2 separate regions of the Triticum aestivum genome follow, and region 1 is linked to region 2. The links are chromatin contacts, called in public Hi-C maps. All regions are on one chromosome and are shown on one strand. The core of a region is the stretch at or near the end of the contact, and the rest is flanking DNA. Distances in the headings are between cores, read along the strand shown. Region 1 holds the start of LOC123079424 (protein translation factor SUI1 homolog). Region 2 holds the start of LOC123079422.

Region 1 (6,434 bases), core at 3,057-5,556, 290 kb before region 2:
AAAAATTATCATGATGTTTATACGTGAGTTATGAGGACTGTTGTGTATATTATCATACTGTTACACATAAGTTATCGGGGTATTTTTTCAACAACTTTTCTCTCAGGTCAAAGTTATCATGGTGTTCGTACGTAAGTTATCAGCTGTGTGGTGCATAGATTATCATGCTATGTACATAGAAATTGTCATAGTATGTTTCATCAATATTTCTCTGTAGTAAAAAAATTATCACAGTGTTTTCAGCTCTTTTTCGTGCCAACACTCTTGAAAATAGAAAAAGTGTTGTATGTAACATTCATATATTATACACAACGAACGCCTAGGTTAGGTGGTTAGTCCGTCCATTTAAACAGCCTAGTAAATATTTTTTGACATGTAAAACAGCCTAGTAAGGGGGTGTTTGGTTCAGGGACTTTTTACCCAGAGACTAGAAAAAGTCCCTAAAAAGTCCCTAGGAACCAAACAGGAGGAACTTTTTCTACAGGGACTAGAAAAAGACTCTACTAGAGAGTCTTTTTTGATTAGTCCCTGGGACTAGAAAAAGTCCTAGGACTTTTGAACCAAACACCCCCTAAATAAATTGCAAAGCTGAGAGGTCGATTCTTAATCTGCACATAGTCTTTTCCTAAAAAAGAAGAACATGCTTATAACATGCAGAATTAAGATACCCATCAATCACGCTAGTTAAGGATTTGGAGATATTTTTGGATGACGAATTAAGACGCACATCAATCACGCTTATTAAGGAAGGGGTCAGAGAAAAATTCGCTTGGGCAGTTAGATTATCCACAGTGGGAGTAAGACTAACCACAATGGGTAATAACATAGAGTAGTAACATGCCTCTATAGTGGGGAGTAACATATGTGTGATAACATGCAACACTTCATTTATTAGACTATAGACTCATCTTGCCTTGATATGTGTGATGTTACTCATAATAGTAGTAACTAGCTATGTTACCACATGCCTCTCTTTCTTCATTTATTACTTGCCATATCATCTATTCTAACATAGGTAGTAACATCACACATATCTAGATAAAATAGATGATGTGGCAAGTAATAAATGAAGAAAGAGGGGAAAGTGGTAACATGACTAGTTACTAGTAGTATGAGTACCATCGCACAAATCAAAGCAAGATGAGTCTATAGACTAATAAATGAAGTGTTGCATGTTACTACACATATGTTACTCCCCACTATAGAGGTAGTAACATAGACTAGTAACATATGCATGTTACTAGTCTATGTTCATGTTACTAGTCTATGTTACTACCCATTGTGGCTAGTCTTAAAAAACCACAGGAGTTGCGGGAGGGTATTTTCGCATGGTAAATTAAGACGCACGTCAATCGCGGTAATTAAGGAGTCGGAGAAGAATTTGCTGGAGCAGTTAAACCACGAGGGGAGTTATGGGAGGGGATCGAGGGACGCGCCAGTTGCGGGAGGGAATCAAGGGCATGCGAGCCGCACGATCCTCATCCGACGCTAGATAGGTCATTCGGATCTGTTCCCAAGATCCGAACGTTCGGAAAATACAATTGTCGATTAAAGAAATGAGGCAATCCAATGGTCTGGACGACCTGTTGTGTTTGAATCGTGCAAAAATCCATCGTGTGCATAACACTACCTCCACTTATATAGTAAGGCAAGCTATAAAGCTGGCTATAAGATCAATACCTTTTTAAGCATCTCTCTCTATTTCTTTGCATTTATTGTATATACCTAGAAGTTAGCATATAGCTAGGCTCTTGCATGAGAGCACACTCTTCTTATTTTTTCATGTCTCTCTCCGCCACATAGGCGAAAATGTCATGTAATCAAGTGGACCATTAACCCATTATTGCTCTAGTGTGCATTTGTGTCCACGTTGTATCAACACGAATCTCCATGTAAAATTAAATGACATAAATGTAGATGAGACTTTGTTATTCTCATTTAGACGCGAATTAGAAAATTTGTATTATTTTTATATCCTTAATTAGGGTTTCTCTATGGCGAAAGTGTTGTTCTAATCCTGAGCTCAAGTGAACTTGGCTGGACAATAAAATAAAATAAATAAATAAATAATAAATTGACTTTTTTATGTCAAACATTGAAAAATGTTTTGATAGCTTGTAAAATTTTCATCATGAAAGGACGTTCGTGGAAGAGGTGGCAAAAAACAAAATCGATGCTCCAAAATGCGTTTGAAAACAACATTTTGAGTATTGATTTTTTTTCATGTTTTCCATGAATATCATATGGTGATGAAATTTTGCAAGTTATCAGAATATTTGTCAATATTTCATACAAAAAAAATGATTGTACTGAGCTCACATGAGCTCGGGACCAGAATAGCCGCGTCCTTCTCTAGGGCTCATTTAGATGAGAAATAGTTGTTGCACTTTTAAGTGACGTCACACAATCTCCTTGCTTTTTCTGTTTGGTGGTCTCGTATGTTTCTTTTGTGTCGTCATCCATGCGGCGTTGCAGGTCTTTTTTTCGTGCTTGTACTTACTGCGTCTGTTCTATCTCACAGGATGTGTGCCTTATTTGTCAACCCAAAACTAAGGAAAGCACATGAAACCCCAATACAAGTTTTTTTCCGCTTGTCTTTTTGTTGTTGCTGGTCCGCATTTTTTGTTGATTATGAAAGTTTTGTTGAAACTTAAAAAAATGTTAATGGATTTCTAAAAATATGTTCGTGAATTTGAAAAATGTTCATGAATTTAAAAAATATTCAATTTTTTTTAAATTTCATGAGTTTAACTTTTTCACAATTTTCTAAAAAAGGTGTTGTCACCAGAGGCATTTTTTCCCACCAAAACATATGCACTTTGCAAAGGGATTTTTTATATCGAACGGGTACCTCTAATTTATGATCAGGAAAGGTTGACGCCTAAGAATCGGGCCCAACAAAACGAACAGGACACGATTACAACTCCATCAATCTGCTGCTAATGGGCCTGAATCGACGACAAGGCTAAATTTAGCGTAGAACCGCGTTTAATCGTCGGTCCACCTAATTTATACGGGGCGTGCTCCTTTATAACCGACGGTGGTGGAACCGGGGCGGAAGGAGAGAGAGGAGGGGACATATATTTTCCCCGCCATGTAAGCAAGTGGGCTATAAACCCATTATTGTACTCGCTCTAATGTGCATTTGTGTCCATGTTGTATCAGCACGAATCCCCCATGTAAAGTTAAATGGCATAAATATAGATGATACTTTGTTAATCCTCATTTAGATGAGAACTAGAAAATTCATATTCTTTTTATATCCTTACTTAGGGTTTCTCTAGGGCGAAAGTGTTGTTCTAATCCCGAGCTCAAGTGAGCTCGGTTGAACAGTAAAATAAGAAATAATCTGATTTTTTGTGTCAAACATTGACAAATGTTTTGATAGCTTGTAAAATTTCATCATGAAAGGAAGTTCGTGGAAGAGGTGGCAAAAAAATCGATGCTCCAACAAAATTGATGCTCCAAAATGCTTTGAAAACAACATTTTGGAGTATTGATTTTTTTCATTTTTTCCACGAATATCATATGGTGATGAAATTTTGCAAGTTATCAAAATATTTGTCAATATTTCATACAAAAAAAATTTGATTATACTGTTCACCTAAGCGCACATGAAGTCGGGATCAGAATAGTGCGTCCTTCTCTAGGGCTCATTTAGATGAAAAATAGCTATTGCATTTTTAAGTGACGTCACACCATCTCCTTGCCTTTTCTATTTGGTGGTTCCCTTACATTTCTTTTGTGTCGTTGTCTCTGTAGTGTTGCAGGTGTTTTTTTTTCGTGCTTGTACTTATTGCGCCTGTTTTTATCTCATGGGACGTGTGCCTTATTTGTCAACCCAAAACTAAGAAAATCACATGAAACCCCAACACAAGTATTTTTTCGCTTGTCTCTTTGTTGTTGTTGGTCCGCATTTTTTTGTTGATTTTGAAAATTTTGGTGAAACTAAAAAAATGTTAATGGATTTCTAAAAAGATGTTCCTGAATTTGAAAAATGTTCACGAATTAAAAAATATTCAATTTTTTTATAAACGTCACGAGTTTAATTTTTTTCACAACTTTCTAAGAAAAGGTGTTGTCACTAGAGGCATTTTCCCACCAAAACATATGCACTTTGCAAAGGGATTTTTCATCTCGAACGGGCACCTCTAATTTGTTTTCTTTTATGGGGGGTACTCTAATTTGTGATTAGGGAAGGTTGACGCCTAAGAATCGGGCCCAACAAAACTAACAGGACAAAGATTACAACACCACCATCTGCTAATGGGCCTGAACCGACGCCAAGGCTAAATTTAGCGTAGAACCGACGGACGGAATATCCTGTCTCCACGTTTAATCGTCGGTCCGCCTAATTTATACGCGCCGTGCTCCTTTATAACCGACGGTGGTGGAACCGGGGCGGAAGGAGAGAGAGAGGAGGAGACAGATATTTCCCCCGAGGTCAAGTCGTCTCGTCCCGTGTTGCCTTTCTCCTCCTCCCCGCATTCGCCGTCTGCGGTTCGCACCACCGGACAAGGTGATTTTCCCCTCCTCGCCCTCCCCCCCATCGGCCGATTCTACGTTTCCCTGCTCCCCCGCGGCTCGATTTCTAGCGGTGGACTCCGTCTCGCGATCGGTTGTGGTTGCGCCGTCCAATCGATCGCCCGCTCCTAGATCTCGATAGGGCTGTTGGGTTGGTTTTTCGGTGTGCCGATTTTTGGCCCCAATCGGTTTGTTTTGTGCGGTGGATGATGAGTTTAGGTGGTTTCCGTACCTGATTGGCTGATTTTCTGCTAATTCGGGTGTCTGATATTGGGGATTCGCTTAGGCGTGCGGCCGCGATTTGAACCGATCTGTCCGCGCGAACAGTTTAGATGAGTACCTTGTTCTTTTGTTGTCGATCTATGCGATTGTGGCTTGGTTCATCTATTTCCTGATGAATAGAACGAGAAATATTAGGACATGCTGTTTGTGATTTAGCAAATTTGTGGGCTGATTTTAGGTTCTCCCTTGTAGTTAATAAGGAGGTCTTCTACTTTCTATGTGGATTTTGGAAGTGACCAAGGATGGGGCTTATGCTTGCGTTTTGCACACCGTCCCTCGTTTTTTATGCTGAATGTCCTGTGCACTTAATTCGATGTTGTACTGCTGAGTACCCTCTGTATTGCGTGACTATATCTGCCTTATATTCCATGATGATCTAGTACTACAACTCTGAATTTCTTAAATTTCATCAGCTATTATGATAATAACTTAATAGAGATCTTCTTATAAGAAGAAACTCAGATGCAACTTCTGTTAGCACCAAGTACTATCCTACTATCTAGGAACTATTGCATATCAGTGGCTCAGTTCTAGCTTATCTTCTTCCCAGAATGAATGTTGTAATTCAGAATTAACGTATTGCTGGATGGTTTGTGATCGTTTGGGATGTTTTGCAGCTCACACATCAAGACAATAAATAGAGCCTTGTCTGTTTGGGGCCAATCAAACCAAACAACAAGTTCATGTCTGATCTCGACGTCCAGGTTCCAACTGCTTTTGGTATGCACTCATTTCATTATCTCTTCATTAGGGAATCACACCTGCCAATCTAGATCAATTTGAGTCCTTAACCTGTAGATTTTGTTTATTTACGTTCTCTCTCCCGCTGAATTAACCTAATAGACTGCTCTCAATATCTAATCTCATTAACCAACAGCATGCCATTATCTAGTTGATTATAAGTTGTTGTATACCAACATATATGTATCATGCTGGACAAGAGCTTTTGCTAACCTTCCCTAGAGGTGGCACAGGTACATAGCTTAGCTGCATTAATGAAGATGCACAGTCACAGATCACTGTATTACAGAAACATGGATCATTTGTTTTGCCTATAAATAACCTATATAGATTGTCTTTTCTTACGTTCTCTCTTACCCTAAATTACCTAATAGACTGTTCTCAATATCTAATTCTATTAACTAACAGAATACCACATCTAGTTGATCATGAGTTAGTAGTAGTTGTTGTATACCAACATACATTTATCATGCTGGACAAGAGCTTTTCCTAACCTTCTCTAGAGGTGGCGCTGATGCATATCTTATCTGTATTAATGAAGATGTGTGTCCACAGATGACTATGCCACAGAAACATGCATCTTTTTGGTTTGCGTACAGTACACTGATTTGTGTATCCTCTGGTTGCCTTGCCTAAGTATATCCTCTACCCAGAAGTTGACTTGGCATCTTCTTTGTAGATCCGTTTGCTGAGGCAAATGCTGAGGACTCCGGCGCTGGTGCTGGATCAAAGAACTATGTGCATGTGCGTGTCCAGCAGCGCAACGGAAGAAAGAGTCTGACAACTGTTCAGGGTCTGAAGAAAGACTACAGCTACAACAAGATTCTCAAGGATCTCAAAAAGGAATTCTGCTGTAATGGTACTGTAGTCCAGGATCCAGAACTAGG
Region 2 (6,630 bases), core at 2,215-4,714:
AAGTAAAACGGCTATAACTTGTGCATACGATGTCGGAAAAAAAGTATAATATATCAAAATGTTCAGCACGAAAATCTGCATCCAATTTTGACCGCCATAGGCCGTTTTGCAAACTTTTAGAATCCTCAAATTCTAAAAGGAAAAAAGTTATGCTCAAAATTCAGTTTTTTTGAATTTTGGTTAAATCTGGTCAAACTATGGTCAAACTACTTATTCAAGAAGTATTAGTGTTAATAAATAATTATTCCAGAATATTAGTGTTGCTAAATAATTATTTCAGTTTTTTTTTGAATTTTGGTCAAATCTGGTCAAACTATGGTCAAACTATGGTTAAACTATGGTCAAACTACTTATTCAAGAAATATTAGTGTTACTAAATAATTATTGTTTTTTAGAATAATAGTTTCAAATTCAAACAGTGAAACGTGTGACTTTATGCTCAAGCTAAACTCCTGAGGGTTAATATAATTGACATCTTACTATTGTCAGGAAAACAACAAGTGCAGACTTGGAAACTAGGCGGAATAGAACTCGAAAGTTAAGCGTGCTCAGTCTGGAGTAGTGACAGGATAGGCGACCGGCCGGGAAGTTAGACAATTTGGAATGATGAGGGGTGATTAGAGAATAGAGATTATATTTTAAATTGAGTAGTGATGAGGGGTGATTAGAGATTAAATTATAAAATAATTCAGAAATTTAAAAATCGGGAAAAAAAATTGAAAACAAAATTTCAAAAAAATTCCTTTAGTCCCGGTTGGTGTTATCAATCGGGAATAAAGGTGGAGCTCCAGACAGCGGCCACGTGGAGGGCCTTTAGTCCCGGTTCGTAACAGAACCGGGACTAAAGGGGAGGGGGCTTTAGTCCCGATCCTTTTGTCCCGGTTCCAGAACCAAGATTAAAGGCCCGTTTTCTACTAGTGTACTCACATGTACTTTCTGCTATTATAAATTGGGTGACAAGAGGATTACCATCCAAGGCACATCCAGAGGTGTGGTTCGGGTCGCCTGGTCGCCTGGACCAGGCTAATAACGCATTCAGATTTTAGCGTCCGGGCTAATGACGCGCTCCATTTTTCCAGGCTAGGCTACTATCGGATCTTCAGGATACCAATCAAACAAAGTACAGACAGCTCCTAGGCAAGCACCGTACCAGGTAGTTTTGCTCCAGGGCAGCAACCAAACAGGCTCGTACTCCCTCTTCTTGGGGCGCCTCCTCCTAGTCCACCGCCTATATATATATGTAGGGAAGCCTTGCTCTTGGGACACATCAAATCCAAGAGCCTCTCCCCCGCATAGCTCCACGCTTTCCCGGTCTAATTGGTCTAAGTGTTCAGCATCCTATTTAGAAGGGCTCTAATTTTGATCTAATTGATCTAAGAGAATTAGACTCCTAATCAGACGAGAAGCCTCGTTAGGCTTTCTCTAGTTTCCTCATAGTAGTTCTTCCTGAACGCCGAATCTCTACCGGACTACTACTTCGGAACGCGTGGATACCTCAGAGGGGTCATCTACTCCGATTCTTGTCTTGGAGAACATTCTCGCGGGTGGGAGGTGTAACCTAGCTGCGGGAATCGTTACACTTCACCGACTCTTCACTGCTTCCACTACTTTGCTAGTCGGTGAGTTTGATTGTTACCACAATTTTCATAGTGTTCCTGTGTGTGATCGTGTAGCATAAATTTTGGTGCGCAGCACATTTCCCTACAGACATTCACCCATTAGTTTTCCCATGTATTTTTAATGTTGAATTGAGTTTCGCTAAGGCAGAAATGAAGCATTGTGTCAAATTATTCTTCGGGGTTAAGGTGGTACTTCCTCCGTTCCCTTTATTAGCCCCTTTGTATTTTGTGTTAAATTTTGAGCATAGATTTAAATACTAAAATGTAATTTATATGCCACGGAAATTATATCATAAGATTAGTATTCGAAAGTAATTTGCAAGTGGTATACGATTATATTTTGCTAGTTAAATCTAAGGTCAAAACTTGACCCAAAATAATAAGGGACCAAATAAATTCAAAGAAAGAAAGTAGCTATGAATTACAAAGAGAAGTGTTTTTTTAAATCACTGTAACACATATAACGTTTGTAATACATATACTAAGGGACGGACGCCGTTCCTCCGCTCCCTAGTTAGGGTTTGGATTTGTAAGTCGTGGTGCGCCGTTGGGGTGGTGGGAGCGGTGTCCGGACGAATAAATCTGCCTCAACTCCACTCCCACACCGGCGGTGTCCTTCATGGCGGCGTCTCGGAGTTGGTGGCATCGTGTGTTCGTCGATCCTTCAGATCGGCGGCGTTAGGGTTCATGGATGGTGTCGGCGAGGCAGCGGCGGTAACTCCATCAGGTGTGTCTCTCCTTCTGCTCTGTCCCCGTTGCTGCGGCGTTGTCTCCTACGCCATGGTGGAGCAGGGAGGTTTTGTCATCCAGGAGTACGCGCAGATGCTTGTCTACACAAGTGACAGCTGGAAGATAGTGCATCTTGTGCTGGGTTTGTGGTTGGAGGCTGACAGTTCTGGTTTTCTCCTCCGACGTTGTAGTCGTGCGGGGGTGTCAGTTCTGGAGTTCGACGGCGTGTCCGGGGACACGTTGCCCCGATCTGATTCTTTCAACGACAATGGTTTTGTTTTAGGCAACTACTTTGGAGGTCCGTAAAGCTGCTGATCAGCGATGGAGCCGCGTCGAGCTCGGGTGAAGAGGTGATGTGTCTCCTTTTCCTTAATGGAGAGGGCCAGGCGCTGTTTTTTTTTGCATAGGATTATCCTATCTTTTCAGTCTGTAATGTCGATATTTACGTGGCTTGTAACTGAATCTTTATGTTATTAATGAGACAAGTATTACTACGCAAAAAAAAGTAGTTGTAAAGGTGCTTCTCTAAGAGGTTTGAACAAATATGCTCCGCTGAGGCTGAGGCCCAACAAAAAATCGAGCTCACAGTGGGCCGTTTGTAATGCATGAGGAAGAAGATTTTTCTCGAATACGCACGAGTGTGCATATCAGTCATGAGGAAGAAGATTTTGACACCTATAAGAATTTGGATGTATCAGCTCCAAAAGAAAAGAATTTGGATGTCATTTTTTTCTATAAGTGTGTATTCGTAAGGACTTGTGATATTTAATATATGACTTTAGCCCTTTATCCGCAAAAAGAAAGAAAAATCTCATGGCTTAATTTTTTCCTCAACTCCTCAAAACCTCTAAAAAAATCTTTATTTGCAATTAGACGTTTTGCAAGTGTGTTTACGGTTAAATTGACATCTTCCCCACACAACTAGAGTAATCAAGGAGTATCATTAAGTGCAAGCTTTTCCATTGGACGGTGAAACCACTCCGGGGCCCAGAGCCACACGGTACAACCAAAAACATTTGCGTACCAAACACCGCTGCTGCCTTCACCGTGCTGGCTGGCCATTTTTGACACGGAAGTGCGTTACCGGCACCACCAGGTTCCCCGCATATAAAAAAAGCTCCCAGATCAAATTCCCCCCGAACCGCACACCACCATGGCAGTCTCCAAGCTCGCCGCCGTGTCTCTGCTGCTGGTTTCGGCCTCGCTCGCGGCCGTGCTGCTCCTCCGCCCCTCCGGCGCAGACGATGGCGGCGCCCCGTGGGGCGCGGGCAGCGGAATCCTCACTTCCCTGCCGTTCAGTCCCACGGACGTCCTGCCCCTCCTGCCGCGGCGCGTGGCGATGGCGGCCCTCCGGGCGCTCCGCGGCGCGTCGGACATCTTCCCGGTGTTCGTGGGCGCGGCGACGGCCGGGCCGGCGCAGGCGGGCACCGCGCCCGTGGGCTGGAAGGGGGCCTGCTTCTACGAGAACGAGGCCTGGCTGTCCTTCCACAACGACTCCGGCTCCAAGTACGGCGGCGGCACGGTCCACCTCAAGGTACGGCACGGTGCTTCCCGCAAAGTCCGCCGCAGAGGACGGTCGCCGCGAACTGCTGAGAGCTTACTTCGGGATAGGCGTTTCCTCATTTTTTTAACTTCCGGATAGGTATTCTGTTTTATTTTCTGATGAATCAAGATCGGGAGACGGGTTTTCACTTCTTTTATTATCTTCCCATGTGATTGCGGATAGAAATGAAAATGCATCGTGGCTGCGGGAGGGACACGCGCGCCACTTAACTGCATCCTCAACTGCCGTGTCCAACTCACCGAGTTTATGACGATGACACGTCGCAATTTAGTACTACCACTCCACTTTTTTACGCAAACAAGACAGTACTAGCAGTGTGTATATCCTTGGAATATGCCAGAAATATGTGCAAACCATTTTTGATCCGCCTCGTGAACTATTCTCGCTGGCTTGGTATCTACGAAACTCTAAACCAAATGGAAATGGAGCAGAACAGCATCGCAAGCCTCGAACCGTCGTTGTTGTTACCTCGAGCAAGGCGCACGCAACGCAACACGACGGTCAACTCGATGCGGAAGCAACAAGCGAGGAGCCGCTACCAACAAGCAAACCTTGCAAACCTCACAAAATTTCCTCCTCCCTTTGTTTCAAGCCTCAACCCCGCATCTGAATTCCTTGGCGCGGCGGCGGCCGAACCCTAGCCCCCCGCCATGGGAGCCTCGAGGCTCAAGCTCCTCCTCCTCCCTCTCCTCGTCGCCGCCCTCCTGTTCGCCGCCTCGCGCGGCCCGCTCCCGCAGCTCCTGCTGCTCCGCGCCCCGGTGCTCCCCGGCGACCTCCTCCCGCTCTTGCCGTGGCCGGTGGCCCAGCCGCTGCTCCGCCGCCTCGCGCTGCGGAGCCCCGCCGACCTCCTGCCGGCCTTCGTCGGCGCCGCGCGCGTGCCCGGGGGCGACGGCGCGCGCGCCGCGGAATGGAAGGGGGCCTGCTTCTACGAGAACCGGGCGTGGATGGAGTTCCGCGACGCCAACGGGACCGACGGGGGCCTCGGGGGCGGCACGGTCCATCTCGAGGTGAACGCCGGTGCGAGACCCACCTCGCGTTGCTTATTATTATACTCGCTTTTGGGTACGGTCGGGTGGATGGTAGAACCACTTTCTCTCCTAGTGAGGTAATGGGGAACTCGTCAGGGTGTAATTTGTTATCCATAACTTCTGGAACGATCTTACACGATTTTGGTATTTCCAGTATCGCCATATCGAACACAGGGATTCCTAGTTTTGAGCAGTGGCCTGTAGGTTTGGTAAATGGGTTGATTTCATTATTGCCCAATTGTGGCAGTTGTTGCTTTTTTTAGTATACTTCTTAGTTGTGTCCCCTTGCGTGATCAAAACTTGGTTCCTGTTAGTTTATAATTGTGGGGAACATAACTAGTCCTTATCCGGATTGGGCTAAAAAAATAATTATAATCACGGCAAAGTACATGCACTGGTCTATCATGTTTTATGGCTGTTAGCATCCTGTCATCATTTAGATTGGAAGCTATAATTGCACTATAGGGAATTGCAATTCTCAGGAATGAGAACTCGAAGCAGTCATCAATGGGTTAGATTTTTAATCAGTAAGGTCCACATACATGCTTAAGGTTGATATTTGTTTTTCAAATAGATTCTTAATTTACATGCTGACAGCAACTGGGGTCCACTAGAAGAGCGGTTCAAACTTTTTATCCTGATTAACTGGCTCTCCCTTAACGACTTGTTCCAAAGGCTGATCCTAATGACACAGAGAGCAAACTATTTTCTAATCCTAACAACACCGAGAGCAAACTATTTTGCTACTTACTATTGAAAGGCAGTATGATATGTTCCAACCTATTGCTTGATTGTTAAATCCTATCCGTAGTACAATGCATACAAGAGCAAGGTATCATGTGTTCTCATCAATTTTATGCCGTAAGGATGGATGGGGGAAATCCGACTTGCATCTTGAGACTTATATTGGGTATTCATGCAATCCATGTTTGTTCTAACTTTCAGTAGCCAGAATTATCTTCCATGTGATGTTTGTTGTCTTGTTTTTATTAGATTAAAGGCAGTATTCATTTGTTTTTAAAGTTCGTGGTTTGCACAATTAAAGCCTATTGCTCAACTTTTTTTTTATGATTTTAGATTAGAAAGCTAAATACTACCCTGACTACAAGTTAAAATAGTATTTCTCTTTTCCCTCCTTTATACAAACATCTTCCCTGTCTTACTACCCATTTTGAAACTAACCTTTCCTTTCTGTAGACAACGAAAGCACATAGCTGGACTTGCATGGATCTTTATGTGTTTGCAACTCCGTACCGTGTTACATGGGATTACTACTTTCTAGGCCGTGAGCATACCCTTGAAATCAAAGAATGGGAAAGCAAGGCCGAATATGACTATGTAAGTACTATGTAGTAACTGATGCTTGTTCTGTTTACAACTGACATTTAACATTGTTGATACAATTGCGCTGTTTTGTTATCTTAAAATAGGTGAAACATAATGGAGTGTCCATCTTCCTCATGCCGTCAGGAACAATCGGGACACTCAGAGCACTCTGGGATGTTTTCCCTCTTTTCACTAATACCGGATGGGGTGAGAATGCAAACCTTGCATTTCTCAAAAAGCATATGGGTGCGACCTTTGAGGAACGGCCAAAACCGTGGGTTTCAGAATTAAATCCTGATGACATCCAATCTGGAGATTTTTTGGTTTTGTCGAAAATCCGTGGACGCTGGGGTGGTTTTGAAAC

What was found. A called contact is a pair of places that touch in the nucleus more often than the background predicts.
Region 1: a contact with region 2 is called in a Hi-C map of leaf, with 3 times the contacts expected there. The contact joins the promoter of LOC123079424 here to the promoter of LOC123079422 in region 2. A contact is called at or near these places in 2 of 5 Hi-C or Micro-C datasets (both in leaf).

What each region holds. Positions count from the first base shown.
Region 1 is chr3D:434,667,995-434,674,428 of IWGSC CS RefSeq v2.1, reverse strand. LOC123079424 (protein translation factor SUI1 homolog) reads left to right here and starts at 4,306. Exons shown (of 5, transcript XM_044502195.1): 1 at 4,306-4,519; 2 at 5,424-5,526; 3 at 6,227-6,434. The coding sequence starts at 5,490.
Region 2 is chr3D:434,379,008-434,385,637 of IWGSC CS RefSeq v2.1, reverse strand. LOC123079422 reads left to right here and starts at 3,464. Exons shown (of 7, transcript XM_044502192.1): 1 at 3,464-3,882; 2 at 6,138-6,278; 3 at 6,371-6,630. The coding sequence starts at 3,502.